2 separate regions of the Gossypium arboreum genome follow, and region 1 is linked to region 2. Evidence: chromatin contacts called from public Hi-C data. All regions are on one chromosome and are shown on one strand. The core of a region is the stretch at or near the end of the contact, and the rest is flanking DNA. Distances in the headings are between cores, read along the strand shown.

Region 1 (3,091 bases), core at 316-2,815, 150 kb after region 2:
AGCAAGACATTTTCAATTCAAAATAATATCTAAAGATTTACTAAAAGATTATATTTTAACATAATTTTATAAGTTTTGTTTCCATCACAAAAAAAAAATGTATGATTATTGTTATTATTATTATTTAATATTCGATAGTTTTACTATTATTTTATTTTCATAATATTTACAGAATTGTGAATGTTACTTACCATTGTATTGTGAAATATTATGTTAAAGATAATCAAATATTACAATAATGGTTTTTGTAAGTGAAATTTTAAAATTTTATTTTATTTTATTAATTATTTTTAAAATTAATTGATTTTGATTATAAATTATACCAATTTTATTTAATTAGTAAATATATATTTTTAAAATTATAAAAATATATTATTTAAAAAAGTAAAAATAAATATTACATCTTAGAACATACTAAATTTATATTTTTTTAAAATGAAGAAAACGCAAAAGATTTTTTTTTTTGTAACAATTGAAAAGAAATGGTAACTTTATAAGATGGAAATGACATTTTTAAATGATGTAGTGTGTTTATTAGATCCATTGTAGTTGAATGTGAATCATTGCATTTGGTGAAATCAAATCAGATTAAATGCAACAATGGAGATTGAATTAAAATGGATGTGGTGAACATGCATATCATTTAAAAACATCATGTAATCATTTCATTAAGTCCACCTCATAAAATTATTGTTTTTTCTTTTTACAATTGTTACAAAAATAATTATTCACTGGTTTTTGAATGTATAGAATGTTTTTTACTTAGTTTACAAACAAAAACCTTATAAATACAAAAATGAAGAAGAATTTTACCATATTACCTACAATGTCACTAAATACTTTTGTTTTATGCTAAATCCTTTTTCGTTTCATAAACTATTTAATTACGCTTATTATCCTAATTCTAATTCAATTAGATTATTATCAAATATCTCATAATTTTACAAAATATAAATATACTGAATGATAGATACATAAAATCTATATAAAACGATATGATTAATGTCATATTATCATCTTTACTTTTTTTCTTATTTACTTTGGATGAATATGAGATTGTAACTTTCTGTTTGACATAAAAAAAAAAAAATCAATACTATTACAATAGATGAAAACAGCTAAGGCAACCCTCGATAGTGTTAAAGTAACATTTTTTGCTCATAATAAAGCTCTGATAGAGGAGCAATAATAGTGGTGCATCAACGTTAGTGTAAAAGTTAAAAAGAATTCTATGCATCCCTTTGTCGCTATGCAAATGTTGCAGTCCCTTTCACAAGATTGTGCATTGTTTCAAGTCTTTTTCAGAGGAAAAAAAAATTTAAACGTTGTCATGGTTCAAGGGTTGTTACCAATTCCATTTTTATGCATCAACAAAGGGTCTAATTTTTCTTTAATAGGTTCAATGAGATGGGCCGGCCCAAGAAAAAATGGGTCCCATAAATGCCAACTCAGAGTTGTCTTGTAGTATTTAAGTAATCCCAAATGACAAAAAATTAAGCTCGGTAGGGTAGATTACTAATAAATAAAAAACCTCCAATCACATTAATTCAGCTTAGCAATCTGTCTTTACTCCAATGAGACAAATTCCCTTTATGAAATAAGAAGATAGGAAGCTGTGTTTCTAAGCTCTTTCTCATAACATTGACATCACTCTAACAAAGCTATAGTTTTAGTTAAACCATGTATTGAGAGAGCAATTTTGCAAACAAAAAAGAGCTTGATTCTTAAAAGAAACATACACACATACACCCTTTGTTTTTTTTGGGTACTTTTTGTATTGGTGATCCAAGTGAAAAATGAGCATGATTAATTCTCTTTGTGGTAGCATGGGCTCCATTAAGAGTGAAAACTCATGTGAGTCACTTGTTGAGCCTAAGAAAATTGCTCCTCCATCTTGTGATATGGAGCAAAACAGCTTAACCCCTCCAAGCCTCAACTTCCCACCAGTGAAATTTGAGTTGGATGGTGATGTTGAGGTTCAATCCCCAGACAGTTCTATTTGGGAAACTTTCTTCTCTGATCATTTTGATGCTGATTTCATGGTCTCATCTCCAGTGAGGAACTTACCATCTCCACAAATATCAAGCTATAACTTCAACAATGTTATGTCAATGCAAGGGCAGAGTATCTTAGGGTGTTCTCCACCTCGGTTTTCGCCTCAGCTCGGATCCTATAGCAGCAGCAGCGGCAACAAGGGGAAAGGGCAGAGCCCACTTCATAGAGTGTTTAACTCACCTAACGATCAGTTCATGCAGGTTGAGAGTCTTTCACTGCCTGCTATAGAAGAATTCTTGGATGATGGTTATGAAGATCAGTACCAAACAACAAAGATTTCAGGTATTGGAACTACAAATAACATGTTTGAGATGCCAACTACAGGTCCATCAATGTTGGATTGCATTTCAATGCCAAACTCTTCAACGTTTTGCGGTTCTGCGAGTGAAACCACATCGTCTCAGTTGGACCAGGAGCAACACTATCAGTTAAACTCTGTCTCAAGAGCACCATTATCCCAACAATTGCAACAAGAGAAGCAACAAGAAAAGCAAATATCAGCAGCAGCAGCTGAACAACAGCAGCACCAGAACCTTGGCCATACCTTAATGGTTCCTATTCCTATTGGCCCTGAGCAGGTACTTGAGATCTCTTGCTATTTTTCTTCCTTTTTTCCAATCATTGATTATTCGGTCTAATTTGGTTTTAGTCCCTCTACTATGCTGAAATGTGAGATTTAATCCACCAACATTAATTTGGAATAATCTAGCCCATCTACTTTTATAGTGTTACTAGTTCCTTGAGTTAAAGTGATAACAACTTAGCTGACTTGTTAATTTATTATTGGTTGAACACGGTGAATTGAATTTTCACATGGACCCTGACTACATGCTTCAACACTTTAAGGATAGCAACTAAGGCTATTATCAATTTTAGCCTACTAGAGGGATCAAATTATGTCAAAATAAACAAGGGACTAAATCCAAATTTCAACATAGTAGAGGGACTAGAACTATAATTAGACCATGATTATTCAAGAGGATACTTTCTGCACTTGAAAGAGGAAAGTTAAAAAAGATGATGATGCATGGATATT
Region 2 (3,112 bases), core at 57-2,556:
TATTAACAAGAGAAAATAGAGTTCCATACCCCAGATGTTCCAGTAGCTAACACCTTAGAATCAGATGGTTTAGAGTAAAGCCACTGTGGAGACAAAGGTATATTGCTCTCTGAAATTGCTTGATCTGCTAGGGAAAAAAAGGGTAAGATTTTACAATAAAAGAGAACTTAGGCTTTTAAAATGCAAAAACATCAACATACGACAAATAGCATTACCTTTGGTGCCCTCAAGTAACCCCACGTGTCCTTTGTCCTCCAAGTTCCCATCCCACGCTTCACCTAAAACTAACAATATCTGAGATCATTAATACATAGGCTAATTTGGCAGAAATCATAACCTCAGCCTGTCTCTATGGAGTCCTAAAGTATCAAATTATTTGAGAACGAACTGCCAATTTTCCTAATTGAAATAGGTGATCCTTTCATTGAATTCAATCTGTCGAAATAATAAGAAGAAGACATACTACAGTACCATATCAACTTCAACGTTGCAGTTTATATTTTGCAATAATTAAGATAAGCAACTAAAGTAATCTTCTTCTTCTTTCATAAAAGTAATATCCATTGTCTGGTGCATCTAAATCGAAGGTTTAAGCTTAATATAATTTCACATAGAAACAATTGTGCACTTCCTTTTTTTTTTTCTAATTATAATCTCTTATAACAACACAGTAAAAAGAAATAGAAGGTTTCAACAAAATCGAACGAGATCTTAGGGGCAAAAATAAATAAACCATGAACGAAATCTGAAATCTAGATTTAATAAATTAAACCAAACTAGTAAATTTCAAAAAATGAAATATTCCGGAAGAAAAAAAGAATAGAATAATAGGGGAAAGCGAAGAGATTGAATTGAAATGGAAAGCAATACAATCAGCATGCAATAAGATAAAATTAGAGGAAACAATGAGACAAATATTTGATCGTAAAAAGGAAAGGGAAAAGAGAATGTAGAATACCTTTGAGAGAGGAGTGGTCGAAGCTGGTTTTGGAGGAGAGGAGATCATCAGGTAGATCTAATTTTCCGTCAGCCATCGAGAGAATATAAAAAGCAGAGATCGCGGCGGAGATACGGCGGCGTTTAAGATTCTGAAAAAAAGGTAAAGGCAGAGGGAGAGAGAGATCAAATGGGTCGATGAGAGAAAAGGGTCTGAAGAGAGGAACGATTTTGCACAGAGAGCGTGAGAGAGGAATTGCTAGGTTAACAATACCTATTTTCTCTTAGTTATTTTTTAGCTTTGACAGAGATAGAGAAGGACCTTCAAAATTAAATAAAATACTATATAAATATCTCTTAGATAGTATACTGCCGTTTGTGGGTTTTGCTTATAATAAAGGGAGGGTTAATTCCTAAATAGCCCCTTAATTTTGCTATTTAATTTTTGTAAATTTTTGTGTTTTTAAGTTCTTAATATTTTAATTTGCACACTAATGTGCTCTTACTTTTTATCTTTATGTAAAGTAATCCATAATATTTAATTTACAATAGTTTTTTTACGGGAGAAATTGTTTTTTAAATAATTATCAAAAAATTAAATTCATCTTTAGAATTACTTTCGCTTAATTCCTTTGGATGTAAATTTTGATTTATTTTTTCTCCAAGTCATTTGCTTTTTCTATTTTGTTTTGTCCAAGCATGGTAAGTGTCAACTTCCAAGTTGGCTACCTCCTTTCTTTCTCTCCCACCAATTTTTATTTATTCTCCCCATTCACTCCATATATCTTTTCTATTTTCAGTTTGTAGATCTAGCTTGTGGGTATTTTTATTATCTTTACAAGTTATTATGGATAGATTACGGTGTTTGTCGTCGTTGAAACTCCATTGGCCTCAAACAGTTTATCTTGGAAAGTGGGTGCCTCTTTTCATCAGCTTTTTAATTTGTTTCTATTTTACAAGTCAATTTGGACTTTTGTTGTCTTTAAGTTTTATATGTTTGTTTTCCATTGTTTAATAAGTCTTTTACTTTTAGAAGTTTTTGCCTTGTAACACCCATTACCCGTATCCAAGGCTGAAACAGGGTACGAGGCATTACCAGACTTAACCATACACATAGACAAAAATCAGGCTATAAAATTTCATTTAATTCAAAACTTTTCGAACACATGCATAGACTCATAATTAAAGACATATAATGTGGCATAAATGAGCACTTACACATCCATAATCATGCAATAACATGTCATTCACTTTAAACATATTTGCTTACCATCCTGTATATAATATACATTCTTACACTAACTAGAACTAGACATGCTAAATCTTATTCTCATTTTATACCATCATAATGTAGTTACCAATTTTTCCATTAAACATCCATATTCAAGGTAACATTACTCATGTCCATTTAATTCATGATCCACTAGCCTGCATTTAACTTACCTGATGTATTACCAATCATGCATAATAAACAAAGCTAACTATATCATCACATCAAAACATAGGACATGGCATGATTAATTAAACTTACAAACCATAATGGATAAGGACCACATCTCATGATCATATACGATGACTCAATGCAGACCGATACGTATGGTCAAAGTCATAATAATAATACATATCACAAACCAACTTCCGATACATGCCACTCACTTGATATTTCTAATATTTGAATTAATTCTCCCAAAAATGATAGCTTGATAGTGTGATTTTGCCTCCGACGATCTCCAACCCCGAGCCGACCAGCCAAAACTGAAGAAGTAGAGAGGAAGGGTAAGCTTTACGCTTAGTAAGTCCATATGAAGTTAATAAGCAATTACCCACATGTTTTTTTTTTTAGGTAAAACATTATAATCGTACAATTTACTCTTGTTCAGGTTAAGCTGTTTTACCAAATTACAGTTACTAATTCATTTATATCTGGAGCTACGAGACTCCAAATTAAGTTTCGTTAATTTTCCTTGAATCTAGACTCGTATACCTTTCTTCCATAAAATTTCCAGAATTTTTGGTTTAGCCAATTAGTACAGTTTATTCATTAAAGTTTCCCCTATTTTGCTGTCCAATAGTTCTGACCTCTCTTCACTAAAAATTATTTTTCTCATAGTACAGAATTCGGATAATGCTCTCATCTATCTTTCTAGAGAACAGACTCATTAAGGATTTTAAAAAT

Evidence for each region. A called contact is a pair of places that touch in the nucleus more often than the background predicts.
Region 1: a Hi-C map of leaf shows a contact between it and region 2, with 2.0 times the contacts expected there. The contact joins the promoter of LOC108454389 here to the promoter of LOC108457057 in region 2. A contact is called at or near these places in 3 of 5 Hi-C or Micro-C datasets (all in leaf).

The regions. Positions count from the first base shown.
Region 1 is chr9:22,453,184-22,456,274 of ASM2569848v2, forward strand. LOC108454389 (GRAS family protein RAM1-like) reads left to right here and starts at 1,566. Exons shown (of 2, transcript XM_017752836.2): 1 at 1,566-2,633. The coding sequence starts at 1,797.
Region 2 is chr9:22,306,251-22,309,362 of ASM2569848v2, forward strand. LOC108457057 reads right to left here and starts at 1,307. Exons shown (of 11, transcript XM_053018810.1): 1 at 959-1,307; 2 at 216-278; 3 at 30-124. The coding sequence starts at 1,034.